Linked DNA regions of Mus musculus: regions 2, 3, 4, 5, 6 and 7 are each linked to region 1. Evidence: chromatin contacts called from public ChIA-PET, HiChIP or PLAC-seq and Micro-C data. All regions are on one chromosome and are shown on one strand. Each heading gives the region's core, a stretch centred on a gene start, on an enhancer-like site or on the middle of the called end of the contact. The rest is flanking DNA. Distances are from core to core; before and after follow the strand shown. Region 1 holds the start of Ppp1r9b (protein phosphatase 1, regulatory subunit 9B). Region 2 holds the start of Acsf2 (acyl-CoA synthetase family member 2). Region 3 holds the start of Epn3 (epsin 3). Region 4 holds the start of Slc35b1 (solute carrier family 35, member B1). Region 5 overlaps Acsf2 (acyl-CoA synthetase family member 2). Region 6 overlaps Fam117a (family with sequence similarity 117, member A). Region 7 holds the start of Lrrc59 (leucine rich repeat containing 59).

Region 1 (3,861 bases), core at 583-3,082:
GGAACTTCTGGGAACCCGGCTGGGTGGCAGGGGCTGACTCAGCCTGCCAAACACGGATGTCTGGGCGGGAGCGACCACACGCACGTGGCAAGGGCAGCTCGGGGGGCCCAAGGGGGGTCACTCACTTGGATCGGTGCGGTGCTGAAATGGATCTTCCGGCTCGGGGCCGGGTCCTCTTCCTCTGAGAGCCCGGGAATCTCCACACACCCTGACTCCGGCTCATAGGGGGGCTCCCCGTCCTCTTCGTCTTCTTCATCGTCCTCCTCCAGGGCACTGCCCCCAGAGTCCTCCCCGAGTCCACTGTAGGCGCTCACATCCACCAAGTCCGCTTCCGAGAAGTCCTCCTTCTTGGATTCATCCACCTCCTCAGGTGCCATGTCCGGGGCCCGGCCATTGTCCACCCCCCTCTCTAGCGTCGCCACTGACGCCGCCGCCTCCTCCTCGGGGACCGCTTCGGCCTTGGGTTCCTCGGGTGCAGGGCTGGCTGTGGTGGCCGGGGTGCTGCCATTCTCCAAGGCTGCATGGACCGTCACCTCGGCCTGGATCACTTCCCCGGGAGCCGACTCGGCCTCAGACTCCCCACTTTCTTCAACCTCCACCGGCTTGATCTTGCGCACCTCCCGCGGCTTAGGCGGAGGTCGGGCAGGGGCCACCCGGTGCTGTGGGGGCTGCTGCCCTCCGGGGCCACGCTCCTTCTCGGTCGCGCCATCCCCCGACGGGGCGGGAGGCGGCGGCGGTGGCTGGAACACCCGGGACCGCTTAGTGACCAGCTTCGAGTTGACCTGGGGCGCCCCGGCTGCCCGAGGGGGGCCGGGTGCACGGTGAAGGCCGGTCCTCGAGTCGGCTTTCTCGAAGACCGCACTGAGCTGGCTGACCGTCGGCGACACGGCGTCAGCATCCAGCTTGTCCAGCGCCTCGGTGCTGCCGTTAAAGCGCACCACGACGTCCAGCTTCCGGTCCTGCAGGCCGGCGCGCTCCTGCCTCAGCAGCCGCCGCGCCACGGCCTCCTTGTCGCCACCCGAGGCCGCGGGGACGCTCCGTTCGAACAGCTTCCGCGTCTCCTGCAGCCGGGACGGCGGGTGCGGCGGAGGAGCGGGCTGCGCCGAGGGCGCGGGCTTGGAGTCGAAGCGGCTCACGCGCTCCGACACACTGGTGCCCAGCTTGAGCAGGGCACTGTGGTCTACGTTCTCGTTCAGGCTGCTGGCCCGCGGCAGGGACAGGCGCACCCCGCGATCGGACGCCCGTGGGGCCTCGGCCATGCCTGCGCCTCCGCCTGCCTCACCCGGCGGCCCCGCGGTGGTGCCCATCTGCAGGAACATACTTTTGATGCGGTGGACGTTGGAGCCATATTTCTTATGGTGGGCCGCCTTGGGTGCCTCGTCGGGCCCGGGTGCATCGGGAGGCTTTAGTGCCTGGATGCCCGCTTCGTAGGCGCTGCGGTGCGGGGAGGCGCTCCGGAGGGGACCCCCGGGCCCCCGAGGCTCCGTCTTCATCATGGTTGGGGGAGCCGGGTTCGCATCCCCCTGCTCCCCGCTGCCCCCCTCCAGCAGGCGGCTGGCCAAGTCGGGACCACCGCCCCCTCCCCCCAAAGAAAGAAATCCCGAAAGGCCTTCTATAGAGTCCCCCAGAAACCAAGCTGCCAAAAAACAGTTAACCCTGCTTTAAAAAAAAAAAATCTCCGAGCGCCCTGTGTGGGTCGCCTCCCCCAACCAAGCTGCCAAAGACAGCCAGCCCCCTTCGAAAGCTCTAGCGGCCTGGTGCGGTCGCCCCCACCCAAATTGAAGAAGCGGAGGCTGGCTGGAGCTGCTGGGACCGCGCGCCCAGCCCGCGAAGCAGCGGCCACGGCACCGGCTCACATCCTCCGAGGCGGTGTCAGCGGCGCTGGCGGCGCAGGCGCCCCCTACTCCGGCCGGGGGCCTTGGCTCTCGGGGTGCCCGGCATCCCCGCGCCCGTGGCTGCTCCGCTGACCCGGGCCGCTCCGCCGCGCCTCCCTCCCTCCCTCCCTCCCCCCCGCGCCCCGAGCCTCGGTCTTTCTCTAGCTCTGCCCGAACCGCGGCTGCCGGAGACCGAGCGGCTGCCCTTCTCGCCGCCGCCGCTGGGGGACTGGTACCACTGGGTCCTAAAGGGATCGGATTTCCGGGGCCGGAGCCTGTGAGCCCTCCCCTTCCCTTCCACCCTGTCGCCTGGTCTCTCCTACTCATAGTTGGCGGACAGCCTTCCGCAGCTTCACCGACCTTGGCTATTCTTCTTCAGCCCTCCCATCCCAAACTCGGCTTTTCACAATCCACTTAGGCGTCCCCTCATTTAACCCTGGGGGCGGGGAGCCATCCAGCCACAGCAGGAACTGGCCTTCTCCTCCCACAAAGTGAAGGGGTTCTGTGGGGAGGGCCCTTAATCATTTCTCTAAAGGTCCTTAGAGTGTTCAGGGGTACCAGCAACAAAACTTTTGGGTGCTAGATCAAAGTACATAATTTCTAGCTCCTTCCCAAAGGTGAAGGGGAATCTCAGAGGCGGAACCTGGGATTCTTCATTTTAACAATTCCCCATAGGAATTTTTTTTTTTTCATCTTTCAGAATGTAAAACTTGGGCCCAGCAATCTTTGTGGTGCTCTGTCCGGAGGAGAAATGAAGAAAGGGACAGGGTTGGGGGTTACATCACCCATATGGCAGGAGATTACCAAAGATGCTTTTTTGCCTTGGGAAGTCTTAAAATGACGTTGTTCACCTACCCCTTTGGGGAGAGGTATAGAATCCTGGCCTTCATAACCTGCCAGAAAAGATCTCTGAAACAGGAAGGTTTGTAAGGTGTTGGGGGAGGTTGGAAGGAATGATTCTAGAGTCCCAGGGCTAAAGTTTCCCTATTGAGAGTTCTACGTTGGGTCTCAGACTTAGAGGATTCTGGTCACTTGTGTGCAAGCGTGTTTGTGTGTGTGTGTACCCTACAAATCCCACCTTGAAAACTCAGCTTCTTTAGAGCTCCTTCATTCCTCACATACACAACAAGGGGCCTTGTTATGCCCGTTATCCTTCCCCAATCTAGCAGTGAGGATCCGTCCAATATTCAGTCAGGTCTAGATGTGTAGCTCCTCCAGTCGTTGGTAGATTCCCAGGAACTGAACAGGGTGGACACTAGGACCCAGAAAACAACTCAGGCACAAAGCCTCCCCCCTCTCCCCAGCTGCTTCCTGCATCTCAGGCCTTCCTGCGGCCTCTGCCTCCTCCCCCGCCCTCTTCCCCTCCATCCTCTTCCTCCTCTTCCCGTTTTCTCACTCTCTCCGGTTGGCCTGGCCCAGCTCATAGAGGGAACCCTCTACCCTTCCGTTCTCCGTGTGTGGGTTTTGTGGGACACTAACCCATGGCACGTGCGAAAGAGCTCTGTGCATGGGGGGGATGGGACGTGGGGAAACCGCCTGGGAACCCTGAAGATTGGGATGGGGAGGAGCCAAGAACCACTGGACTGGCTCCCTAGAGTAGTGTGCCAGGAGAGGGAAGATTTTTTGGCTCTCATCTGGAGCCGGAGATGAACCCAAATCTCAGGCTTTCGGATGCCCCCTGCATTTTTGCACAGTGGGCAGGAGACTTACCCCTCCCCAGTTCTGCGTTTGGGGATCTGTGCAGGGTAAAGAAGCCATCCAGGTTCCGTCTCCCCTCCTGACCCATCTTTCATGAACAAGCTTTAGGACATGTTCTCAAATTCAAGTCTGGGGCTTGAGCCCTTCACCCTAACCCGGCTACGGCAGTCAGTGGCTTGTTTTTTGAGAAAGGGCCTGCAGTATCCTGTGCTGGCTTCGAACTAAATACTTAGTCAAGGATGACCTTGAACTTTTCTGATCCAACTGCCGCCACCTCCTGAGTGCTGGA
Region 2 (4,096 bases), core at 270-2,769, 390 kb after region 1:
TAGGACAGGCAGAATGGCTTATCTTCCCTTCCCCCCAAGACTCACTCAGAGACTAGTCAGGAAGAGAAAGGGTCCCGGGGACCAGAATGTACCCTTCACTTTGCCAGGACAATTATTTATCTAGAAGGAATCAACGATTTGTCCAGGGTCATCCACCAAGCCTTCAAGGCAGGGCTTGGCTCCTGAACTTGGGATACCAGTCAGCACCCTTCACTCCCTGGGCCTGGCTGTCTGAAACCACTGTATACATTTGATTTGGAGGGCATCATGCCGTTTCAAGCCCAGCTTTTCAAAGTCTCTCCTCTTGACTTGTTCTCCAACGGAACACAGATTCTTTCCAAAAAGCTGTCAGAGGGAGAGGGAGAGGGAGAGAAAGAGAGAGATATCTGGTCACTCTGGAGATCAGAGAAGGAGTAGCTGTATTAGTCATGACCCCAGCTGAACCAGATCAAGGCAAAGGTTCACCAGGCTAACCTCCACCCTCCGCCAACTGTTCCTCTGCCTGGCTTTCTTCATTCCAAGTCAGGAGAAGGGAAGCCACCCGGCCGGGGGCCTTTCTTCTCTTCTTTCCCAGATCGTTCAGGACAACGAGGAGCTAGAAAGTGGAGGACTAGTGTACTCATCTTTGGACACCCAGCGCACAGCCTGAGCACTCACCTCTTGTAGATCTTGTCACCCATCCTCCTTGGATGACGTTAGAATACATTCCTAAGGGCACAGCTAGAGGGTTGAGTCACAAAGTCAGGGTCCTTTGGAGCCTAGGGGAGCAGCTGAGGAAATTGTGTTTAAGGCTTCAGGCTAGAGCAGAAAGAGGGAAGGTAGGATACAACAGACGCGTCCCTGATGCCACCTAATCTTGTCTACCTGGTACTCTTCTCAGAGTCGTGGGGAGGATGCAAGGTCGAAGTAAAGCTGACTCTTAGCCTCTGGCCAGACTAGCACCTTGGTCCCCGGAGGTCTCCGAATACAGAGGGGTTTACCCATCAGAGCGGTAGGTCCCAACTACCTTTCCTCTCCCCAGAGGCCCTCTGCTCCAGTTGGCAGGCCTCAGGGGCACTCGGGGCAGATTCCTTTGGCCTGTAGCTCAGCACCCAGGAAGTCCCCACGTGACCCAAGCCCTACTGGGCACGTGGGACCAACCAGTCCAGGCATTGTCATCTGGCTCTATATAGACTGTTGATTGTTTTCCCGTTTATGAAACTCTTAGGCCCTCCAAAGTTAGAGTGATGATTGCAGGAAGGCCCTGTATTGTGCTGCAGAGCCGGTCTTGGGAGCCCCGGGAGGGGGAGGGGGGACAAGGGCGGGACTTCGAGGGCGGGCTTGAAGGGCTGCAGTTCCCACGCAAAGGTGGCCAGGACCGAGTCGCCACTTCCCGGCCTCTCCTCGCCCCGCCCCGCCCCGCCCCGCGGGGACCCAGTCCTCCTCACCCCATAGGCAGAGCGACCCTCCCGCCTCCCCGTCCGCTTCTTAATTACCCTCGCCTCGTTCACTTTCAAAGTTTACTCCCGGCCCGGACCCGCGGCGGAAGCGAGCCATGGCTGTCTATCACGGGATGCTGCGCTTCGGGAGGCTGTGTATCGCGAGCCTGGGGGCGCGGGGCCCCCGGACGCTGCTCTCTCGCCCTCGGCCGAACTCGAAGTTGCAGAGTGTCCGCGCTCTCAGGTACCCCGAGCAGCATTCCGAAAAGAGAGGGGGCTGGGCAGTCCCGAGAAGGGAACTTGGGAGTTCTGCAGTGCTTGGCAGGGGCTGACCCCACTCTGGGTAGCCCTCACACACACTACCCTACCACCTAGGCAAAGGGAAAAGCCAGGCCTGCCCGGGATCTGGGGCTGCTGCTCATAGCCACAGGAGTCCCAGGCTGAGTTCAAATTCTAGTTCAGAATTCTGTATGCGTCCCATGTGGTACACAGAGCCAGGAGTGGAGGCTTTTTAACAGTACACCCGAGGAATAGAGCTGAATACTGCTAGGGCATTCTCTCAGCTGTATTAACTCCCGTGAAAAATGTGGGGACCGTTTGGGGGTCCACAGGGCACTGAGTATAACAGATCTTTCCTTCCTTTGTTTTCTTTTCCTTCCTTCTTTTCCTCCACCACCTCCTCTACTTTTTGGAGCAGGGTTCTCTCTGTAGCTGTGGTTGTCCTGAAACTCGCTCTGTACACCAGGCTAGCCTTGAAATCACAGAGATCTGCCTGACTCTGCCTTCTGAGTGCAGAGACTAAAGACCTGTACCACCACTGCCCGGCTTCCTTCCTCCTTTCAGTCATTACCACTTCTGGGCCCATTTTTTCATCTGTCTTCAGTGCAAGATCTGGGAAAGGGGTTGGCAGGAGAGAGTTGGCTGAATAAATCTAATATGACCAGACACGGAGGGGACTGCAGGAGCTTGCTGGGGAAAGGCCAAGCTGGGAGAGTTGGCTGTGCAACAAGGTGAATGGTGGTATCCTCTGCGTCCAGTAGGTATGCACATCGCCTATCCTGCTCTACCGCACGGAAGGGCAAACTACTAAGCCTGTTGTCCGTATTATTGTGCAGGCTGTGGTCTTGGAAAGGAATAGTGGAGGCACGGCAGAAAGAGGAATATGTCTCAGAAAACACTACTAAGTTTAAAAGACACTACTAAGGCCGATGAGAGTAGTGGTGTGTACCTTTAAGGCAGAGCCAGGGTTTCTGAGTTCAAGGCCAGCTTGGCCTATGAAGTAAATTCCAGGACAGTTGGGGCTAAACAGATAAACCCTGTGCACCCAATCAAAAGACAGCCCCCCTGAGAAGAAGTTGGACGGACAAGTTGGAAGATGTCTTTTTGGCTGGAACTCTCAGGTTCTGAGAGCTAAGTGCCTTCTGAGAATTAAGAAACAAACTGGTGTGTGTGTGTGTGTGTGTGTGTGTGTGTGTGTGTGTGTGTGTGTATGTATGTATGTATGTGAATTAGCACTCTAACACTGATGTTAGTACATGTTCAGCTCCTGTGAAGTGCTTTAACATCCCTCTGCCTTCTTTCCTGAGGAGACCTAGGGGCTCATGGCTCCATGCACATGTGATTTTTGTTTTTGTTTTTCCTTCCTTCCTTCCTTCCTTCCTTCCTTCCTTCCTTCCTTTCTTTCTTTCTTTCCTTCTTTCTTTCTTTTCTTTCTTTCTTTTGGGGGAGGTTTTTTCGAGACAGAGTTTCTCTGTGTAGCCCTGGCTGTCCTGGAACTCACTCTGTAGACCAGGCTGGCCTTGAACTCAGAAATCCACCTTCCTCTGCCTCCCAAGTGCTGGGATTAAAGGCGTGCGCCACCACGCCCGGCTGTTTGTTTTTTAATATGAGTACACTGCAGCTGTCTTCAGACACACACCAAAAGAGTGCATCGGATCCCATTATAGGTGGTTGTGAGCCACCATATGGTTGCTGGGATTTGAACTCAGGACCTCTGGCAGAGCTGTCGGTGCTCTTAACCGCTGAGCCATCTCTCCAGCCCTCACTTGTGTTTTAAGTGCAGGTGAAGGCAACTGATAAATGTGTTTTCCTTTATCTCTCTCTACCTTACCATTTTGAGGTAGGGTACTGAGCCTGGGACCCATTGATTCTGCTAGGATGGCTAGCCAGTGAGTTCTAGGGATTTTTTCTTCTCTGTCCCCCAGCCCCTAGCACTGAGAAGTTACAGGTGGCTGAGCCATGGTGCCAAGCTTTTGTGTGAAAGTTGGGGATCCAGCTGGGTGTGGTGGCGCATGCCTTTAATCCCAGCACTCGGGAGGCAGAGGCAGGCAGATTTCTGAGTTCGAGGCCAGCCTGGTCTACAAAGTGAGTTCCAGGACAGCCAGGACTACACAGAGAAATCCTGTCTCGAAAAAAAAAAAAAAAAAAAAAAAAGAAAAGAAAAGAAAGAAAGAAAGAAAAGAAAAAGAAAAGAAAGTTGGGGATCCGAACTCAGTTCCTTCTGACTGTACCGCAGTCGCTTTACTGATTGAGCCACTACCCTAACCCCAACATTTGTGATCTTTGGCATTTTTCTGTGTAAACAAAGCAGGTCACTTACTGCCCTCAGGCCTGTGATCTCTGAGGGCTTCAGTGTCAGGCCTCAGAGAAACTATGTCCAGAAGAGACCTATTTATCAA
Region 3 (3,832 bases), core at 331-2,830, 490 kb after region 1:
CCTTGGCCTCTGATGTCTATCCCTCTCTTCCAGGTCTATGCGTTGCTGGACAACCTGGTGACAGATGTGATGGTCCTGGCTGATGAGCTCAGCTCTACAAAGAATGTTGAAGAGTCTTTACGTTTTTGCAGCTGATTCTTGGACCCAAGCTTCCTCCTGGGAAGATGGTTTGAAAAAAGTCAATAAAGAATCTTTAGGTTCCTACCATTTCCATTTCCATCGTGCCTCTGGGGATGCTGGATCTCAACGGCATCAGGCGAAGGTCTAGGACCTCCTGTATCCCACCTGCTCACATGTGCAGTTCTCAGAGCCACACACACCAGAGAGGTGATGATTAAGGGATAAGCAGAAGAGTTAGTGGGTGGTGGCAGGGCAAGGAATGAAGTCAGGTGACAGGACAAGATGGCCTTTCATAGCAGTTCCCTGCCTCAGGCCTAGACTTTCAGGGCCGTGCTTCCTGAAGCCAACTCAAGTGAGGGACTAGGGAGAGAAGCAGAGATGGCGAGACCTGACTGTCTGAAGGCTTCTACTTCAGCACCCTCCTCATCCTTCAAGATGGCAAAGATGGCACCTGTCAAGCTCTTTAAACCCGGCAGGAACTGGAGCTGAGCTCACACCCACCCCAGATCTGAAGAAACACAAAGGCATAACTCTTTGCTGTACTCCAAGAAACTCTCACAAGTACAGTTTTCCTCTTCCCATTCATTCCCTTTGGGGATCCTTGTCCTAAGCCAGAAGTTAATACTTGAGGCTCTGGTCTGCTAGATCCCTTCCTCCAGTCAACTCATCTGGCCCTGGAACCATTTTTCTGCTATGGGACACTGAAGCAGCAAGGTTGTGGGTTCAAAATCAACCTGAGCTGCATGATGACTCTGAGGCCAGCCTGCGCAATGTCGGGGTGGGGAAGGGAAGGAGGGACCACAACGTTTCAAAACAACAAAAACAGCTTGAAGAATTCCTACTCCTTCCTGGAACAAAGGAATGTGGGACTGTGTAGTAGGTGAAGGGTAACAGCTGGGAAAGCACGCACTGCCTGCTCAGATCATCCCGGGGTTTCTGTTGAAACGACTGTAAACAACTGGTTAGGCTGGGGGTCTCTGGGAGCAGTGGAGGAGTGAGGGAAGCCAGTAGCCAGGGACGCTAGAATTCATACTGAGCTCCCATATGTAAGCATGTAAGCTATGGAACGAGCTTCAGGGCAGGTAGGATCCTCCCGGGAGTTGGAAAGGCAGAGTCCTCAGGCCCCTTGGAGAGGCTGGGGAAGCCAGCTGGGAGTAGGTAAAGACCAGCCCCAGGGAATGTTCTGTCTTCTGCTTTAATGTCGTCCGGCTAGGAGGGTTAAGGCTTGGGATAGGTATTGGAGTGGCCTCCATTCCCACCCTCACCTACTTCTAGCAGAGGAGGTAGGGGAAAGGTTAACTCACTTGAAGGGTAGGAGTGGATGAACTCCAGCTCTGTAAACCTCTGGGGTCACCGGCTGACAAACAGGCCAGCCTCCTCCCCTGAAGGCACCGCCCGGCAGACAGCAGGAAGGGGTTAAACACGCCCGCCCGCCCGTCATCCTGTGTCCTGTTACTGCTGAGGCAGACCTGCCTGGCCAGCTGAACAACTTTCCTCCCGAGAGTGCTGGCCGGCAGGAGTCGAGGAGGCAGCCGCGAGAGTCTGAGCGGCCACCCGCTGGGGGGACCCTGCGGTCCTTCCGAGAGAGAGCTCTGTGCCTTTCGGTCCAAGGTAGAGCTCCCGCGACCAGGGTTTATGGTGGATGGCTCTGGGGCTGCTCCTGAAGCTGTGCCATCCCCATACAAGTCAGAGGGTCACTGCAGAGGCTGCGGGGGCTGGGGCGAGGGAGCCCACTCTGGAGGTAAGCTCCCTCCCGCGCCGCGGTGGCGCCCTGCATGAAGGCGGGGTTGGGGGGTGGGGGTGGGGGCTAGAGTGGGCTCAGGACTTAGTCTCTTTCCCAACCTCTAGAGAGTAAGGCAAGGGCTGTGGAGTACCGGGAGGCTTCTAACCTGCAACTTCTCTACCTTCCTGTTACCCCCAGAAAAGGGGCGCAGGGCCATCTGGAGATTCCTGATAGCGTTTCTCCCAGATCCTGGCACATCTCTGTATTTACACCTTTAACCTCAGAATGACCCTTTAGTCCACTGCTCCCTGGGACACAGCCAACTCAGGTCTGATGAAGCCACACAACCTAGGGCTAGGGAATATCCAGTCCCCCATTCCCTGAGCAGCAGGAAGGACACTGCCACTCCCCCATTGCTTACTCTGGAGCTGATGGGGACAGAAGATGGGGAGGGGTGCTGGCTGATGGGGTGCACACAGACTTTGTCAAATTCCCGTGCATGTGATTGGTTCTTTCCATCTCTCTGAACCTCCACCCTGGGGATGCCATCTGCTTCTTCAGTGCTGACTTTTAGGAATCTCTCCATCCCCCACTCTGGCACCCTTCTGGATTTGTGTCCTGAGAGATCCCACTGCTCCGAATCTCTTTGGGAACCTGTGTGTAGGTGGGAGTCTACACTCTAGCCCCCCCCGCCCCCCCCCCACTTCCTGACTAGCCTGTGCACTCCGCTGGAGTACCCTCCTGCCTTCTTTCCATTTCTGAAGCAGCCTCCCCAGGTCCTGGCTTCTCAATGTCCTTCCCTCCACCTGGCAGGGTCTGGCTCAAGGTCACTGCAGTAATTCCATACCGGCTGCCCAGGGCTGCCGTTGCCGCTGCCGCAGCTGGGTTTGTGTTTCACTCCCTTTTATTCCCGGGCATATTGTGTTCGATAAAACCTTCTGCTTGTAACACCGCTGGCAGGGCTCCCAGCCGCGCCCGCCTCCCGCCTTCCTTCCCTCTCAACTTCAGCTTCAGGCATGCTCTGGGACCTCACCCTGGCTTTCTTCCTCCTTACTGTGTCCCTACTGGGTGAAACACCATCAGAGTCTATGACAGGCTAGGGTGGAGGAGGCTCAGGCATCTTCTTGTGCCTCTGATCCCTTCCTTTCCCCCCAAGTCCAGCAAAGGTGTGTCCACAATGTCCACCTTGCTCCTAGGAGAAAAATCCAGGAAGGGCCATGGAGCCTACACAAAAGGTCCCTTTTCCATGGAGGCTGGCTGTATTCACCCTGGCAAAGTAGGAAGGCCTAGGAAGCCAGGCCCAGGTAGGGCTCTGGTGGAGTCAGGATGTCTGATCTGACTGGTTCTGCCAATTCCAGCGGCCAGCAGGGAGGAGCATGTACACCAACCAGGGCGGGCTTCGTGCACAATTATTCCCCGTCTTGACTCTGCTGCTGCCAGCCCGCCCTCCCACTGGGGAGGTGAGCACAGGCCTGAGTCATTAGTAAGGGGGAGGGCAGGAGTTTAACAAGTTGTGGCTGTGGCATTCCCACAGAAGGCCAGCCGGACAGAAAGACAGAAAGACGGAAGGTAGGCAACACTATGGGCCAGTGGGGATCTGATTTCCACACAATTCCATCCTTTGGCTCAAGACTGGGACCTGTGAAGACTTGTGGGTACTTTGAACTGAGCTGATCTTTCACTTGTGGGTGCTGTAAGGGCAAACTTCCTATGTCCCCCTCTCTGTTCAGGAGGCTGGGACAGCTAAGGCCCAACAGTAGGGACTGGAGGGTGATCTGGGGAAGGTATCATACCTATCTATGGCTGACAGGAGGTGGGGAGGTCATGGAGAAAGGGGAGTTTTTGCTGATCCAGCTTCTATGTGTGTGTGTGTATACAAATGTATTCATGTGTAAAACTATATTAGTGCCATGTGCTGGCAGAGGGCTCCCACTTTGGGTTTCTGGTAAGTCCCACGGGGGTGGGGGGGTATTACTCTTCTTTGGTTTC
Region 4 (4,258 bases), core at 605-3,104, 390 kb before region 1:
AAGTCACAGACCTGAGGGGAAGAGGAGGGAAGATCCCCTTAGTCCTGTCCACACAATTTCTGAGCCAACTCTCATCTCACCCTGAGGTTTCACCTGAGTTGGATAGTTGACAAACTGCAGGGCTGAGTTGCTGGAGACCATGGCACCCACATAGGAGACAGAACAGGCAGCATAGAGCCAGGTCCGAGTGCGATCCACCCTGGCAGTGTCAAAAAACTGGATCACTGGGAGAAGACAAAAAATAAAACAAAAACAAACAAAACATACAAGAGAAACCCGGTGGGGCAAGGATGGACCACTAAGCAAAAAGTTGAGGCCATAGGAAAGGAACTTGCCTGTCAAGTAAGACCGCTATTTCTATCCTCTTAAGCTGGGAAATCTCTGAAAATTATTCATCGTCCCAGTTCCCCTTAAGCCTAACACAACCACATGCTGAGTGGAGGGAGAGATTCACTGAGTTCAAGAAAGGATGGCTTAACTCTACTGACAGGAACAAAGACATGTTTGAAGCTGACACACAAAGCGAAGTCAAAGGGATAAAGGGGAAAATGTTCTAAGGGCTTTCAATGGGGATTTGGAATATAGACGGCCCAGTCGTCTCCAACTAAAAAGTTGGTATAATTTAGAGGCCTAATATTTTAATCTCATTTCACAGCCATTGGTTTTACAGTCTGTAGAGAAGCTGTTTAAATACTCAAGGGTGTGGAGGTAGGGAAAACTTTGATTTTTAAAGATGAATCCACGTCTATGCCCAGAATATGGGAGGAAGGAGAGTGAGCCCAACAAATTACTATGAGGTACTCACAGATCTTGGCAAACATAGCATTGATCACACACTGGATGAAAACCAAAGTTAAGGCAAAGGTGAATGTCTCCTGTTTGGGTCCTTCTCCATACTTCCCTCTTGTGCTAAGACGAAACACATAAAAAAGCAATTAGTGTGTGCTACTCGGTGGCATCAAGTATGTTCAGATCCACTGAGAGCTTTGGAAGTATCATGCTTTTGTGGGTGTAGTTAGAGTTAGGAAGGATTACTGAGCTCATTTACCCAAAGGAGACGATTTGATTTAAGCCTAAAAACTAAGTCTAAACAGTAGACGCCAACCTACTGCTACCATAGCCTAAGGAAAAAATATCCGTAAAGGACACAGGTAGGAGAAAAAAAAAAAGTCAAGACAGCTGAACAAAAGTATCCCCCGTAGGAGAAAAAAAAAAAAAAAAGGCAAGACCCAGAGCAAGAAGATTAACGGTCTGCAAACACCTCGGGGCTTTCTAAAAATAAAATAAAATAAGACCTGGCTCAGGTCACGGAGCACTCTTGGAATCAACAAAAGTAAAAATATCTAAAGGGAAAAAAAAAATCGCGTTCTAAAACTCCAGAGGCCGGCCCTGAAATTTTAGAATTACAAGGATGCTCAGCTAGCAATGTATAATAGCAGGGTGCAAAAAAAGGTCAGAGGGCCGAGCCGGAGAAGAGAAAACCCTGTACCAGACACAGGAAGCCTGAAGACTAGACCGTAAAATGGATGGTGGAGACTGAATTCCGGCCCTGGCTGGGGGATGCTAGGAGTCCTGCCCCCTCAAGGGTCTGCTCACATCTTCTCCTGCAGGATCCCATAGTAGAAATAGCAGACAAAGACACCCAAGAAGCAGAGCGGCAGGCGCAGCCGATCAGGCACCAGGGATCTACTAGCGGCCATGAGACGCACGGACGAGTCGGCCGAAGATCCGTTCAGAGCAGGTAGCGGTACCGGCGGCGAAGGCGAAAGCTCCAGGCGGACATCGCCGGCCGGCGGCAGGGACCTCATAGGAGCTGCGTGCGACCGCCGGCTCGTAGGCCGGAGCAGCTACCTCCAGATATGCCAGCTCAGAGCTTCCGAGAGGGAAATGCCTCCTGCCCCGGCAGGAGCGTTCTAGGAAAGAAGGAAGGCTTTAAGATCTTGGCTCCATTCCTGGTGGCCAGGAAAGCCAGCCATATCGAGGTTATTGTCTCCTCTTTTAGGTTTTTCCGATCAGGCAACGCCGAGGACATCTACAAGCTGGAGCTCGGTGGGGAGGCCTAGGCGATTACGCGGCGTATAGTGATGACGTATAAGTATGTGGATGTTATCAATTGGCTCCGCAGAGCGAAAATAGACAGATGGGCGGAGAAAGAGGCGGTGAGGCCAGAAGAGAATTAAAGGCTTTTTTTTTTTTTTGCAGTTGGCTGTCAGGCCTCGGCTGGGTCCTAACGCCAAGAACGCTTCATAGAGCCGTAGCGCCCTCTAGCCGCTGCCCAACGTTAGCGACTCCAACCCTGTCTACCCTGTGTTCAAGACCTGGCTAAGAAGTCCAGGTCCTCTTCTTTGGGCAGGGAGCCACCGGGCAGGCTCTGTGATAGGTCAGGGCTCTTATCACTTAGAGGCAGCACATCACGTGTTGCTTAAATTCCGAGCTACAGTTTTCTCGCTCTGCAAACGAGGGGTAATTAGTAATAACCACCCTGTCACTCATTGAACGGTGTGAGGATTAAATGAGCTAAGGTTTACCAAAGTGTTTTATAAACTGTTAAGTGTGCTGTGCAAGTTTGGAGTATTAGTCATCATATTTTCTCAACTCTAATCGTATTTCCTCACCTCTTCGAGGTGAAAAATTCAATTTATTGAAATGCCTTTTAAAAAACAACAAAAGACATAATCACATGTAGCGCAGGCTGTCCTCGAATCTGCTATGTAGAATAATGTTGAATTTACAATCCTTTTCTCTTTACCTCCCTTCCGAGTGTTTTTTTTTTTTTTTTTTTTTTTTTGGTTTTTCGAGACAGGTTTCTCTGTGTAGCCCTGGCTGTCCTGGAACTCACTCTGTAGACCTGGCTGACCTCGAACTCAGAAATCTGCCTGCCTCAGCCTCCCAAGTGCTGGGATTAAAGGAGTGCGCCACCACTGCCTGGCTCCCTTCCAACTTCTTAAGTAAATTTTCTTCAAGACCTTCCAACTCTCCAATGAAGCAACACACACACACACACACACACACCACACCACACCACACCACACCACACCTCTTCCTATTTTTGGTCTCATCCATGGACTTCTCCCTGATTTAACAGTTGGGTCTTCACCTGCTTTGCTAGAATTGCAAAAGCAAGACTTAACACCAGGTCACCAAGTCCCCTACCTAATAACAGTCCCAATTGTCAAGCAGTTGTGGGTCTTGGGTTGCTTTCCTCTAAGCAGGCTTGCTCCTTTGGCACGTCCTCAGGCAAAGGAAGGAAAGGCAGGCAGCACCACACCCATCACTGGGGACCTGACTCACTAAGGCTTTGGGGACAAGCCAGACATCTTTCAAGGCTAGGAGGACTAAGAGAAAATAGGGTCTGTCCCTTTCCTGGTGTCTCCTTCTGGGAGTCACTATACGTTTACTTTCTTGGCCTTTGGTTTATTCTAGTGAATCAGCAGACAGACACTTCCAGGGAACCAAACAGTGAGTCTGGATTCCACTTCTGCCTTTTATTTTCCAACTGGGACCTCAAACAATTCACTTGACCTGGGTTGAGTTTCCCCATGTGTTTTTTATTTTTTTCCAAGACAGGATTTCACTGGCTGTCCTGGAACTCTCTGTAGACAGGCTGGCCTTGAACTCAAGAGCTCCACCTGCCTCTGCCTCCTAAGTGCTGGAATTAAAGATGTGTGCGGTTGCCGCCGCCACCACCTGGCTGAGTCTCCTCAGGTGAGATCAATGGTGATAACCAGCAGGGGGGTTCTTTGGTTAGGAAGCACCAGCTGTGAAGTGGGTCAGGGTGCCAATCCTTACTCCCTGACTTGGTACAGTCTTTTTAGAAAAAGCTGTTTGGATATTCCTTCACTCACAGAATGGTTCTTCTCTCACCCCAACGGTTGTCATATTTTCTTTTTTTTTTTTTTTTTTTTTTTTAAAAGATTTTATTTATTTATATGTAAGTACACTGTAGCTGTCTTCAGACATTCCAGAAGAGGGAGTCAGATCTCGGATGGTTGTGAGCCACCATGTGGTTGCTGGGATTTGAACTGCGGACCTTCGGAAGAGCAGTTGGGTGCTCTTACCCACTGAGCCATCTCACCAGCCCGGTTGTCATATTTTCAATGACATTCTCTTACATCTTCTCATTTGGTTTGCTGGTGATAGTACTTGGGATAGCCTGACCTGCGCTCGGGGGATGGGGGGTGGGCGTTCCTGAAGTCTTCTGAGACAGATATGATTGCACCACTGTATTCCCCCCAGTAGAATGGAAATGCCTTTTGCT
Region 5 (4,294 bases), core at 354-2,853, 410 kb after region 1:
CCATTTTCTTTTGTTGTTATTGTTTTGAGACAGGCGTTTCAGGCCAGGCTGAATGACGTTGAAAGACCAAGAAAGGGAAGGAGGGAGGGAGGGATGATGTAGATGCTGGTCTTGAACTTCAGTCCTCCTGCCTCAGGCTCCCAAATAATTAGAACTTTTAGGACAAAGCTTTCCACTAGCCACTCCAACAAGCCACGTTCACCCACCCAACCCAAATTTCTACATAGGAAATATAGTCAATGTGGCCATCTTTGGGGTAGTGACATGAGTGTCAGACTTGAAAAGTCAGGACTGTGAGCAGGTGGTGTTGGTGATTAAGAATTCCTGGCTGTGGTGTAGCTCTGCTCTTCACCTATAGCCCTGGGAGGAAGCAAGATCTATTGTTGATAGCAAGAGAGAATGAATCTGAGTCCTACAAAATAGTAGGTTGATAGCTCATGGAAAAGCTGGGCTGCATGCCTTACCTTAAGATAAGATGGGAAGGAAGGGGCCACCGTCCTCGGATCTCCATAGGTCACATGTGCACTGTGGCACAAGCATCCGCAGAGATGTGTGAGCAAGTGTGAGCGTGTGCGCGCTCTCGTGCACACACACACACACACACACACACACACACACACACACACCTGCTCCATTTTATAGCTTCTCTACCTTTGAAATGGTATCTTGTCTGGGATTTGTCCTGCCTCAGGCCCTACTAGGTTTAGTAGATGAGAACCTTTGTGACTTCAACCTTGAAGGGAAATGAGATACTTTTATCTCTGCTTTCTAGGTAGACACTTTGGCAGGAGCAGAGGTAAGCAGGTTGTCACAAAGTGAAGGGGACAGGTGAAAAGGGAAGGCAGAGGTGCCAGGCTTTCCTGTGGTCCGGAGTCAAAGGTTATTAGCAAAAGTAACTTCTAAACAAACACCTCTTACTAGATCATAGATGTGCGCCACCACTCCCTACGCTGTGCCCACCCCCTGTCTCCCTCCCTTCCCCTCCCTCCCTTCTCTCCTAACCTCTTCCTTTTAAGTCCCAATCCCCTGCAGGAGCATGAGACACTCTTAACCCGAGACATCTCTTCAGCATTTCTTTGTTTTTAATTTTACTTGCCTTTAAGTTTTGTTTGTGTTGAGATGGGATCTTGCTGTGTAGCCCAGGTTGGCCTCAAACTCTTGATGCCTTCGGTGTACTGAAATTACAGCCTCACATGCCTGGGTGAATATCTATCTATCTATCTATCTATCTATCTATCTATCTATCTATCTATCAATCAATCTATCAATCTATCTATGAGGTACTGGGGATCAAACTTACGCCTTTGCACACCAAGCCAGTGTTTTATCACTTAGCTAAAGCACTGTTTTTGTTTCTTGAGTACAGGTTGGACTACGAACCCCAGGCTATCTCTGAATTCTCTATGTAACCCAGGCTAGCAGAAAGCTCTCACTAGGCAGTGAGTGATGTTTATTAAAGAGAGTTTGTGACAGAGCCTCTTCTATTAAACTTTGGTGTGTGGCTGACGATGACCTTGAACTCCTGGCTTCTACTTCCTCGGTGCTGGGATGAGGACCGCCAGGCACCACCACACCCAGCTAGATTTTGGTGACTTCTGCATTCCATTGTTCAAAGGGTTTCTAAGGAATTTTTTTTCCTTAAACCTTTTCAATAAGTGAGGTAAGAGGGTGGCTCCATAGGTCACAAAGTCTATGGAATCCTTGCTATACAAGATCACAAGAGAGTAGAGTTGTTTTTACTGTTAACAAGGTAATAACCTTGTTTGTGAGAGCCCCTGAGAGCCATCTACAGCAGCCAGGAAAGAGATAAGGTTAAATTCAAAGGTCATATGTTCCTTCATTTCATGCATGCACTTTGCTGCTCTACCACTTTTACTTCAGATATCTCTGCAAAAAAAAAAAAAAAAAAAAAGAGTATTTTCTTCACATGAGCAATCTACCCTATACCACCACCACCACCCCACCAAGCCAAGACCGAGTTTCTCCTTGTATCCCTGGCTGTCCTGGAATTCGCTCTGTAGACCAGATTGTAGTGTTAATTGTTAAGTGTATTGTTAATTGTGATGAAAATTTCAACTACTAGCAAGGGAGAGATTTCAGATTCTAGCAAGCCACACTCCGGGATGTCACATCCCTTTCCTTTCCCATGGTCCTTTCTTTTCCTAGTCTTCCTAGCCTGTCTCATTTTCTTCTACCTCCTGAGTTCTGGGACTAAGGCACACCACCATACCTGATCCTAATGTCTTTTATTTATCATTATTTTTATAAGATTCATTCAAATTATCTGGTTCAGTCATTAAAATATTTTTTCTTTCTTTTTGTTTTTGTTTGTTTGTTTTGTTTTTCGAGGCAGGGTTTCTCTGTGTAGCCCTGGCTGTCCTGGAACTCACTCTGTAGACCAGGCTGGCCTCGAACTCAGAAGTCTGCCTGCCTCTGCCTCCCAAGTGCTAGGATTAAAGGCGTGTGCCACCACTGCCCGGCTCATTAAGACTTTTGCTGTCCTTCCTATGTGAACTTACGAGCAATAAGTCACTATAAATCTTTTTTTTTTTAAATTGGTGAACAGGCATTTGGACAGTTGCATACTGGAGGTGGCACAAATCGTCCAACCTGGCTTCAGAAATTAGCTCACCGATATGTGTGGTCCTGTCTCAACTTAAGTTCTCAATCTTCAGTGTAGGGAAATACTGACAGAGCCCAGTAGCTTGGCCATCACTTCCAGTGTCAAGGTGTCCGTCAGCTCAGATATAGGTGTATATTGAGGCCAGTGGTTAGGTCCAATGAGTCTCTAAGGAAGGCACCGCAGTCAAAAATCTGTCATCCACATAGCAAATAACAGAAAATTAATTACTTAGTAAGCATTCATCCTTCCGTCTGGTTCTAGGGAGCTAACCCCAGTCTTCATTGAAGGTCAGGCAAGTACTCTATCTACGGTAGCCACACCCCCTTTTGTAATTATTAGAATACTTAATGTATCAGTGTTCTTTCCCTCTTCTTTTGTTTTTGAGATTTTATTTAATTTTACTTTATGTGTTTAGATATTTCACCTGCACAGATATGTGTGCACCATCAGAGGCCAGAAGAGGGCATCAGATGCTTTGGACTGGAGTTACAGACAGTTGTCAGTCAGCCACTGTGTCGGGGCTGGGGAATTGAACCTGGAGACTCTAAAAGAGCAGTCTGTGTTCTTAGTCACTAAGCCATTTCTGTAGCCCCTGTTCTTGATTTTTAGAGGTTTCCGGATTTTTTTTTCAAATGCTTTTTTTTTTTACACGATTTATTTATTTATTATATGTAAGTACACTGTAGCTGTCTTCAGATGCACCAGAACAGGGTATCAAATCTCATTACGGATGGTTGTGAGCCACCATGTGGTTGCTGGGGTTTGAACTCAGGACCTTCGGAAGAGCAGTCAGTGTTCTTAATCACTGAGCCATCTTTCCAGCCTTCAAATGCTTTTTTTTTTCTTTTTTAATTTTATTGACACAGGACCTTTCTGTGAACCAGGCCTGGCTTTCCAGACCAGTCTGGCCTGGAGCTCACAGAGATCCTCCTGACTCTGCTGGAATTAGAGGCTTCACCACCACCACCACCACCCAACTTTAAATGCTTTTTTTTTTTTTGAGGAGTCGGTTGTTTGTTTTGTCTGTTGTGGGATAGGGTCTCACTCTTTAGGCCAGGCTGGCACTAAATTCACAGTAATCTTCCTGCCTCTGCTTTCTCCCAAGTGCCAGGATTCATTCCCAGCCTTTTCAAGGGTTTTCTGTCTGCAGTTGGTTGATCGTTCAGTGAAGAGGACAAGGACACAAAGAGCTGGCTGTAGCTTCCCTGAAGGCATACACTACATCATGTAGTCTGGCCACATGCATCCTCTGTCCACACCCCAGTCAGGTTGACCCACATCTCGTCCAGACATGACAGTTCTGTTTGAACCATCTGTGTAGCCCTGGCTGTCTTGGAACTCACTTTGTAGACCAGGCTGGCCTCGAACTCAGAAATTCGTCTGCCTCTACCTCCCAAGTGCTGGGATCAAAGGCGTGAGCCACCACTGCCTGGCTCCCTCTTAATAATGCTATGTTCACTTCCTGTCAACTGGTTGCTTTCTCTGCCTCTTGACCGATGGGTGACTTTATTTAATCTTGTTTGCAATATTCAAGCAGAAAGCTCTTGGATTAAAGGTGTGTCCTAAGGCTGAGCCACACTGCAACTAAAAACAGATTTTTGCAGGAAATAACACAGTGTGATCCAATATCCTGCAACACTCATATACTTAAAAAAAAAGAGAGAGAGAGAA
Region 6 (4,033 bases), core at 1,434-3,933, 380 kb before region 1:
CCACTAAAGCAGAGGCTAGAGCAAGGTGCTATGAGCTAAGAGAAGCCAACCACTACTGAAAGCTGTTTACAGGCTGGTGTGAGTACTGTCAAGCCGGGCAGGTACAAAGGTCCAGCTTTCTGCCTTTCTAGCTGCAGTGGATATGTCAAGTGGGGGAAATGTACCCCAGATTGCTCAGGATCCTCCTTTCTGAGCCTCACTACAAAGGCCTTGGTCATGGTCTCCTTGGGGAACAGTAAAGTCACAGCTAAGATCTACTTCAAGGAGGTCACCAGGATAGAGTCAGGCCAAGCTGTGGGGCAGCAGTGTAAATAGTCATGCTAGACGCCCCTTCGTGTGGAGGAGAGTCTGGGCATAGGGGACCAAAAGTCCATGCTTGTCAGGGGACTCATGCACTAGAATGGACTTTCTCCACACCCTGGCTAAGGGAGCGAGGGAGGGTGGGGTAAGATTACTAACCATGAGTGAGCGGCAGGTCTGCAGCTGCTGTACAAAACCGTGCATGCATGGGTAGAGGACGATTGTCTTGCCAGGGATTATAAGATTCCAGGGCAGCATGTGGAGGGATAGATGGGCATGGAAGAGGAAGACAGCTTCCCACAGAGCCAACAGAGCAGCCAAAGCAAGGAGGATGGGCCCTCCACACTGGGATGGCTTTCTTGGTCTCCAACCCAGCTAAGTTTCTACCTGGAGGTCATGACCAGGAGGGGAAGAGTCCAGGCCCTCAGTGTCTCCAGTAACCTTGGCTCCTGGGCATGCTCCATGCGCAGAGCCGGGCTGGGGCCTGGGAACATACCCACACTGTACCTGTCAGAAGTAAAGAGCAGCCCAGGACCTGACTGGGGATATATATATATATATATATATATATATATATATATATATGTCAGAGGGCAGGTGCTGAGCTCAGTTCAGAAGGAAGCCAGTCCATTAGGACTTTGACCAAACAAAAAGGCTCGGAGGCCAGCACCACTGGCCAGCACCAGAACTATGGCTGCAGGTGGCCAAAGCTGCCATTTCTACCTTAGCAGTGACTGGATAACCCTCAGATTTTCCATCATGGCCACATTTAAGTATTTGTTGTATTGTCAAACCATGCACTGACCCACTGGTCTTGGACACTAGTTTGGAAAACAGGCTCTGTGCCCAAGCCCTTATGCCCACAAAAACAAAAACAAACAAAAAACAAAACAATTTTTTAAAGGTCTGTGACGGTCACACTGGGTCATGTGCCATCAGGGAACACTGAGGCAGCAGCTCAGGGAAAGGCAGGACCCCTGCCCCTGATGCAGGAAAGACAGAAAGGAAGTCCTCTCCAGCCAGGAGGCTGCTCAGCCTCCGGCCTTTGGGATGCTCCCTGATGACGTCTGGTAAGAACTTAAGACTAAAGAAAAGTCAGAGGTAAATGGGAGCAGGAGTGGGGATCACAGAGGTTTCCCCACAATTAAGCAGAAATGGGGATGGAAAGAAGCGAGTGTGAGTGGAGCCAGGCAGGGGAGGTACCCGAGGTCCCTTCTGTGGGAAGGATGCCACCAGCTGGGGAACTTTGCTCAAACAGTCATCCCGGCTGTGGGAAGCCCACTTCCTCCCTCCAGAAGAGTACAAGGCTCATATACTTTGCCCAGTAAGAAGGGATAGAGGTAACCACAGCCACTGGCATGTGCTGCCATCACGAGCCCTGGCCAGGGCACAGCCACTAGGAGAGGCCAACTTAAAGCACTTGGTGGCCAGCTCTGGGTTCCCAGATGGCCTGGAGGAAGGGTGGGCCACAGAAGAGAAAACACACTCAAATAAACTGAGACAATTCTGAAAAACTTCTCTCAGACACAGGACTTCCTGCAGAAGATGGAGATGCCACAGGAAGTGGTGCTGGGGGGAGTGACTCCCTAGCTCTCGCTGGCCCTGTCTCAGGAAGCCACTGCTGGAAACACCTGTTCACACCTTTCACATTGGCCCTCTTGGCTCAAAGCAAGCCAGCTGGAAGTCTAGCTCAGAAGTACAGCATCTGGCTAGCATGTGCAGGCCCTGGGTTCCATCCCCAACATTGAAAAAGATACAAGCATCGAAGCCGTGGCCCCTCCCCAGGTGTCCCGGTTACACCCCTTCCTCCTTTCCAGAATAGCTGTTTTTGTTCCTCTTCCCTCATATGTGAGGAGCCTTGCTCCTACTCAGTCTACGGTTGTCTGAACATTGACTTGTACTTGACTGAAAACATGGAACATGGCCAGGAAGGGGATCCTGGGATCATAGCATTGCCATAGACCCAAGTGCTGAGCACTCTTCAATCTCTTCTGCCCTATGCACTAACAGGCCTGGAGCACACAGCACGCCCAGCTCTCTAAAGGCAGGTGCTCTGGGTCTGAGGCCTAGCTCTGACACTGGCTTGGAAGGAGCAAAGCCCTCTAGGGGAGGTTCTGGGAAAGAGCTGCTTAGCCTCAGCTGTAACTGAAAAGCACATTCCTGGGAGTGTCAGCAATGGCATAGCCTCTAACACAGGGAGGTTAGGCACCCAGGAGAACAGTAACAAGTACCTGCCATTAGGCTGGATGAAGCAGACCACGGAATGTTTCACTGCTATGGCTAGAGAGAAAGGGTGCGAGTGAGGGGCAGGGTAGGAATAGCTGGCTTGCTCAAAGCGACTGGGAAAGGTCTGGCATCCATCCACTCCTAACAGCTGAAAGGCTTTTAATGAACTCAGGATGTAGCTCAGTGGCAGAGCACAAGCACTTGCCTTGCCTGCCTGAAGCCCTAAGCTCTATCTATCTCCAGCATTACAACCCAACAAGCAAACCAACCAGACAGACAGACAGACAGACGGACGGACACACACACACACATACACACACACACAGAGGCATGCTTTCAAAGACCTTAATAGATCTAGATTCCCCACTCCCCTTTCCCTTCTCCACATTTCCTGAAAATTTCATCCATCCTCCTGGGTGATCTCTCGCTGTTCAGAAGGGATGCACAAGGCCTTCTGGGGAGATGGCAGTTGAGCCTAAAGCTTTCACAGTGTAATGCCAGTGCTAAATGTGGCAGCTTGTACCAGGCACAGGAGCCTCAAGCAGTAATTTGAGTGGAACCCAAGCCTAGGAGCAGAAACTTCCCTGAAGAGCAGGCCTGGGAGATGGGCAGAGCACATACTTGGGGTTGGATGCTTACACCGATCAGAATCCTCCCACCTCTTGCCTGCAGCCACAATATTGACAGGTTGCTAAGAGTTCCTCGAGCGAGGGCTGGAGCCCATCCCGGGAAAGAGGAAAGCTCGAGGGCTGGGCCTTGCCAGACCCATGGAGGCACATCGCTGACCTCTGTCTCGCTGTGGCAAGGAGCCCAGACTTGTTATATAAAAGATCTGGCCTGCAGCTGGAAGCCGAAGCAAAAACACGCAGCTCAGAACCCAGGCCACTCCAACTTGGCCAGAGAATGTCTGAGGCCAGCCCTGCCTGGGGTGACAGAGAGAAAGCTCCATGAGAAATAGGACAGCCACTGGACAGAGGCTGGCAAACAGGAAATGACCGAGGTAGGGATACGCTGCCTGATGTCTAGCAAAGCAAGATGCTCATGCATCCACCTACTTGAAGCAACATCAAGGTCCACCCCTGCAGGAAGCCCTCCGTGATTTACTACATTATCTGGCCTGAGCCATAGAGAAAGGAGTGTGTACTGCCAGGCTCACGAGGGATGAAGCATGCCCCTGTCTCCTTATCTAAGGATAAAGGGAGACCAGTGCAGGCTCCCGGAGAGCGCCTGCTCCCCTTCACCTCCTTCCTGCACTTCTACAGAGGACTGGCCATTGATATCACCTTACTGCTTTAACCTTGTTTCAATTCTTTTTGATACAACAAGGGGCATTTCTGGAAGACTCTTGCTCCTCTAGACTTTGCCAGACATCAGCCCCATGACATCCCTTGGTTGTCTGTTCTCGGGCCTTCAGGCAACTGGAAACCAGGCTCAAAGAAACCAAATCTTGTAACCATTGGAAAGGAGAGGGTGTTCAAATGTTCATTAGACACATTTGAAAGTGGAT
Region 7 (3,846 bases), core at 872-3,371, 360 kb after region 1:
GGATACCATATCTAACTTCTGCTTCACAATAACGCCCTGAGGAGGAAGAAAGGCACGAAAGTATAATGTTCTTGGGTTTAAGAAAAAAGCCAGTCAACAAAGATATAGGGAAGACTGGGAAGGGGGGTTGGGGGGTGGGGGTGAGGAGCTTGACTATAGAGTGTCCAAGGAAACCCAACCTTCTCAAGCTCCTTGGGCACTTCACGTTTTCTCTAGTGCCCCGTTATTTGGTTTCAGGGCAGGAACTGGGTCTAGTAAAGCACTGGGGTTTAATTTACTCATTTGTTCAGGTCTCTGACCACCAACATGTGTTGGTACTGAGTACCTGCTCTGGGGAGGGCCCTGGCTACAGAACAAGAGAGAAGGCCCTCATAGCCCGTCTCTAGTTCTCAGTGGTGTCCAGGACTAGAGAGGCTCTGCAGAACCGACCCTTTCTTCACCCCAAGGACAGCACTATAATGACCACATGCCTGTGGTGAAGGGGTTCCAGATAGCTTTCCTCGGGCCAGGCTCAAGTACATGTGGCCGTCTTCTGGAGAAGGACGGTGGACATGCAGTCAAGGGTCCCAGGTCCAAATCTCAGAGGTACGTCTGACCACTTTACGTGTAAAGAAGTTCCGGGTACCAGAGCAGGGAAAACACCAGCTACCTTCCAATTCTTTGTCTTATGATTTTTTTTTTTTTTTTTTTTTGGTTTTTCTAGACAGGGTTTCTCTGTATAGCCCTGGCTGTCCTGGAACTCACTCTGTAGACCAGGCTGGCCTCAAACTCAGAAATCCACCTGCCTCTGCCTCCCGAGCTCTGGGATTAAAGGCGTCCCCACCAGGCCCGGCTTGTCTTATGATTTTAACCCCCCTAAGTGTACGAGACCAGAACCATTAACACCATCTTACAAATGAGGAAATCTAGACACAAAGGTTGGCTGGTTAGCTTGCCAAGGACATCGAGCTATTGAGCAACGGGAGCTGGGAAGTGAACTGGGCATGCCATTCAAACCACCATACTACACAGCCACAAAGGGGGTGGGGGTGGGGATTCGGCCAATTGCCAAGGCCAAGTATAATCCCTTAATGGCAATAAGAAAAGTGTAGGTCATCCAAAGTGAAGCTAACATGAGACGTTAGAGCTAGGGAGCGCAGAGCTGGGTAAGCACTGATCGAGGATGTTGCTCTATGTTGGCAGCAAATTAAGTGTGTGCTGTCCCTAGGGCCTCAGGCTTCCAAATGGGATTGGGAGTGGAGGGAGATGGAGGGTGTGGCGCCATTCCGGACAGTTTCAGAGCAGCTGGGATGAGAACCTTTGCCAGTCCTGCAAAGAGATTTCACTTTCTTCAAGGAGAGCCGCCCCCAAGCTGCGAAAGCCAGCTGGGATTGCAGGCTTCTCAGGAAAAAGCTGGGTTCGGCGCCACACCCAGGTCTATCTGGAGGCCTACTTCCCGGGACCCGGTCATTCATTCATCCTCGAAACACATCCAGCAACCCTTCCCGCGGCTTTCCACTCTAAGGCCCAGCACGAAGCCGGACCTTGTTGAGAGCTCCCCAAAACCAGGACAAATTCATTACTGGCCCCGAAAAAGCCCAGGATCGGGTAGCTAGAGCGACCCTATCTCCTGGAACTGTGCCAAAGTGACACGTGTGCACCGCAATAAGAATACTGGGACCGACCGCAGCCTCCCAGGAGACCTAGTTTTTTAAAGAACGGGAAACTGAGGCTTAAGAGAGGGGCCTGCCCGCGTGGGGCCGGCGTCAGGAGTAGGTGGGCTCCCGAGGCTCGTGGGGTCGTACTGACCAGCTCCTTGACGGGGACTTCATTCAGGTCGCTGAGGCTCAGGTCCAGCTCATTGCCGTCCAGCTTGTCGCGGAGGTTCCCGCCCTTGCTACCGGCCTTGGTCATGATGACGCCGGCTAAGCGGGTCCCTGGCTCCCGGTTTCCGACGGGCAGGAGAGAGGGATGAGGGGCCGCTCGTGGGCTCGGCGGACTCACACCCAACGGACCACGCCTGCGCCTTAAGCCGCCGTCGCCTCCGCCGCCGCTGCGAGGCCTCCGCCGCCCGTCCGCTCGCCCGCCGCACTCCCAGCCCAGGGCCCCGCTCCCACCGGTGCCGCCGCGACGACGACCACTTCCGTGTCCACGTCACCTTCCGCGGCCACTGAGATGGGCTGGGCCAGAGAGGCCCGAGCGTGTACCGGCGCGCCCTCTGCCGTCCAGGCTGGCAAACTGCATCTGCGGGGCGCCACCTCCGCCGGGAGGAGCTGAGTTGCTAGACGTGGCAGTCCGGAGGCATCTGGAGCCCGAAAGGACAGAAACTGCACTTTCCATGACCTGTGTTTGCATCCCTCATAAGATCATCCCTATACTCTGAAATAGGAGCCAACTCTGAGGGTATCCTCCAAAATTTCTCCTAGCTTTCTTCCGAATTTACGGTTACTGTAAACTTCCTCTTCCTTTTCGGCTTCAGTCTTCAGCCCTCTTCTCTCCAGCCCTTTAATCTCAGCACATGAAAGATCCCTACCAATTAGAGGCCTGCCTGGTCTACATAACAAGTTCCAGGCCATGCAGGGCTACATAGCAAGAACCTGTCTGTAGTGGCTATTCCTGGTTGTCAACTTGACAATATTTGGAATGAACTACAATCCGGAATTGGAAGGCTCACCAGTGACCCTTATCTGGAGGCTTGGAGATCCTTATCTGGATCTTGGTTTGAAGATCTTGAGCCATAGTGGCTATGGATTCCAGAAGATTGAATCTCCGAGTTAAGGAACACACCTTTAATCTGGGCTATGCCTTTCATCTGGGATTAAAGGTGTGGTGGAACACACCTTTAATCTGGGCTACACCTTTTGCTGGAGACAATATAAGGACATTGGAAGAAGGGAGTCTAGCTCTTGCTCTTGCTCCTTTGCCTGCTTGCTGCGTGAGACTGAGTAACTGCTAGATCCTTGGACTTCCATTCACAGCTGCGACTGAACAATTGTTGGGAATTCGGCTGCCGACTGTAAGTCATCAATAAATTCCTTTACTATTTAGAGATTATCCATAAGTTCTGTGACTCTAGAGAACCCTGACTAATACAGAAGTTGGTACCAGGAGTGGTTCTAGAGTAACAGAAGTACAAGGATGAATCTTTTAAAATACTGGAATTGGCTTGTTGATCCACCAGCACTTTCAAATATTGAAACCTCTCCAGATTCTCTCCCTCCTGGGAGCTCAGAGAATTTTGAAGACCCATGGTTGAAACTATATTCCGAACTTAAAGAAGCTAATGCCCTTGATTTTCTTAATGAATTAGGTGATTCAGTGCACAAAGCTTTCTACAAGATGGGGAAAAAATCGAAAAATGATTTTACTGGCTGGCTGCTCTTAGTATCTGTGGAAAAAATGATGAATGAAAGGAAGGAGTTGTGTGATAAAATCGAAAGGCTCCAGACACAAGTAAACGATCTAAAAGTTGCTAAGTGTGTCCTTGAGGAGAATCTTCTCTCTTGTAGCAATAGAGCTCAAGTTGCAGAAAATCAAACAGAAACTCTCATTGTAAGGTTGGCTGAACTACAGAGAAAATTCAAGTCTCAGCCTCAGAGTGTGTCGACAGTTAAAGTAAGGGCTCTAATTGGCAAAGAATGGGATCCTACAACATGGGACGGGGATGTGTGGGAAGACCATGTTGAAGCTGAGAATTTTGAATCCTCAGATTCTCAAGGGTTTGCCCCACCTGAGGAAGTAGTACCCTCAGCCCCACCTCTTGAAATAATGCCTTCCCCACATGAGGAAATTAATTTTGCAGAGTCTGCTCACGGCCCACCAATAGTTTCTTCTAGACCTGTAACCAGACTCAAAGCAAAACAGGCT

Evidence for each region. A called contact is a pair of places that touch in the nucleus more often than the background predicts. ChIA-PET counts read pairs in DNA pulled down with a chosen protein or histone mark. HiChIP or PLAC-seq counts read pairs in DNA pulled down with a chosen protein or histone mark.
Region 2: a contact with region 1 is called in a FOXA1 HiChIP or PLAC-seq map of pancreatic cancer cells. The contact joins the promoter of Acsf2 here to the promoter of Ppp1r9b in region 1. A contact is called at or near these places in 5 of 115 datasets of contacts at active chromatin or transcription factors (the 230-238 cell line, bone marrow-derived dendritic cells, bone marrow-derived macrophages and 2 more).
Region 3: a FOXA1 HiChIP or PLAC-seq map of pancreatic cancer cells shows a contact between it and region 1. The contact joins the promoter of Epn3 here to the promoter of Ppp1r9b in region 1.
Region 4: a contact with region 1 is called in a Micro-C map of embryonic stem cells, with 2.8 times the contacts expected there. The contact joins the promoter of Slc35b1 here to the promoter of Ppp1r9b in region 1. A contact is called at or near these places in 2 of 484 Hi-C or Micro-C datasets (embryonic stem cells and uterus), 2 of 115 datasets of contacts at active chromatin or transcription factors (effector CD8 T cells and extraembryonic endoderm stem cells) and 2 of 9 other capture datasets (adipose tissue and liver).
Region 5: a contact with region 1 is called in a Micro-C map of embryonic stem cells, with 4 times the contacts expected there. The contact joins the enhancer-like site here to the promoter of Ppp1r9b in region 1. A contact is called at or near these places in 1 of 484 Hi-C or Micro-C datasets (embryonic stem cells) and 2 of 115 datasets of contacts at active chromatin or transcription factors (bone marrow-derived macrophages and memory CD8 T cells).
Region 6: an RNA polymerase II ChIA-PET map of memory CD8 T cells shows a contact between it and region 1, with 9 read pairs. The contact joins the enhancer-like site here to the promoter of Ppp1r9b in region 1. A contact is called at or near these places in 1 of 484 Hi-C or Micro-C datasets (the G1E-ER4 cell line), 3 of 115 datasets of contacts at active chromatin or transcription factors (double positive thymocytes, memory CD8 T cells and pancreatic cancer cells) and 1 of 9 other capture datasets (adipose tissue).
Region 7: an RNA polymerase II ChIA-PET map of memory CD8 T cells shows a contact between it and region 1, with 38 read pairs. The contact joins the promoter of Lrrc59 here to the promoter of Ppp1r9b in region 1. A contact is called at or near these places in 4 of 115 datasets of contacts at active chromatin or transcription factors (the 230-238 cell line, bone marrow-derived macrophages, memory CD8 T cells and 1 more).

Annotation. Positions count from the first base shown.
Region 1 is chr11:94,989,183-94,993,043 of GRCm38.p6, reverse strand. Ppp1r9b (protein phosphatase 1, regulatory subunit 9B) reads right to left here and starts at 1,832. Exons shown (of 10, transcript NM_172261.3): 1 at 126-1,832. The coding sequence starts at 1,496.
Region 2 is chr11:94,599,209-94,603,304 of GRCm38.p6, reverse strand. Acsf2 (acyl-CoA synthetase family member 2) reads left to right here and starts at 1,519. Exons shown (of 16, transcript NM_153807.2): 1 at 1,519-1,662. The coding sequence starts at 1,535.
Region 3 is chr11:94,497,722-94,501,553 of GRCm38.p6, reverse strand. Epn3 (epsin 3) reads left to right here and starts at 1,580. Exons shown (of 10, transcript NM_027984.3): 1 at 1,580-1,861. Gm51873 (a long non-coding RNA gene) reads right to left here and starts at 2,514. Exons shown (of 2, transcript XR_003949592.1): 1 at 1,425-2,514; 2 at 1-156. It overlaps Mycbpap (MYCBP associated protein), which reads left to right. Exons shown (of 19, transcript NM_170671.2): 19 at 34-207. The coding sequence ends at 135.
Region 4 is chr11:95,382,452-95,386,709 of GRCm38.p6, reverse strand. It overlaps Slc35b1 (solute carrier family 35, member B1), which reads right to left and starts at 1,854. Exons shown (of 9, transcript NM_016752.3): 1 at 1,597-1,854; 2 at 806-909; 3 at 94-224. The coding sequence starts at 1,700.
Region 5 is chr11:94,577,795-94,582,088 of GRCm38.p6, reverse strand. The region is part of intron 1 of Acsf2 (acyl-CoA synthetase family member 2); the gene reads left to right. Among named protein-coding and RNA genes, the nearest start is that of Chad, 15 kb to the right of the region's middle. Within about 2 kb of position 1,603, at least 10 of the 459 cell types and tissues checked have an H3K27ac peak or open chromatin away from gene starts, as enhancers often do. A contact at or near this core is called in embryonic stem cells, where this site is marked.
Region 6 is chr11:95,365,096-95,369,128 of GRCm38.p6, reverse strand. The region is part of intron 2 of Fam117a (family with sequence similarity 117, member A); the gene reads right to left. Among named protein-coding and RNA genes, the nearest start is that of Slc35b1, 18 kb to the left of the region's middle. Within about 2 kb of position 2,683, at least 136 of the 459 cell types and tissues checked have an H3K27ac peak or open chromatin away from gene starts, as enhancers often do. A contact at or near this core is called in adipose tissue, double positive thymocytes and memory CD8 T cells, where this site is marked.
Region 7 is chr11:94,628,052-94,631,897 of GRCm38.p6, reverse strand. Lrrc59 (leucine rich repeat containing 59) reads right to left here and starts at 2,121. Exons shown (of 7, transcript NM_133807.2): 1 at 1,789-2,121. The coding sequence starts at 1,893.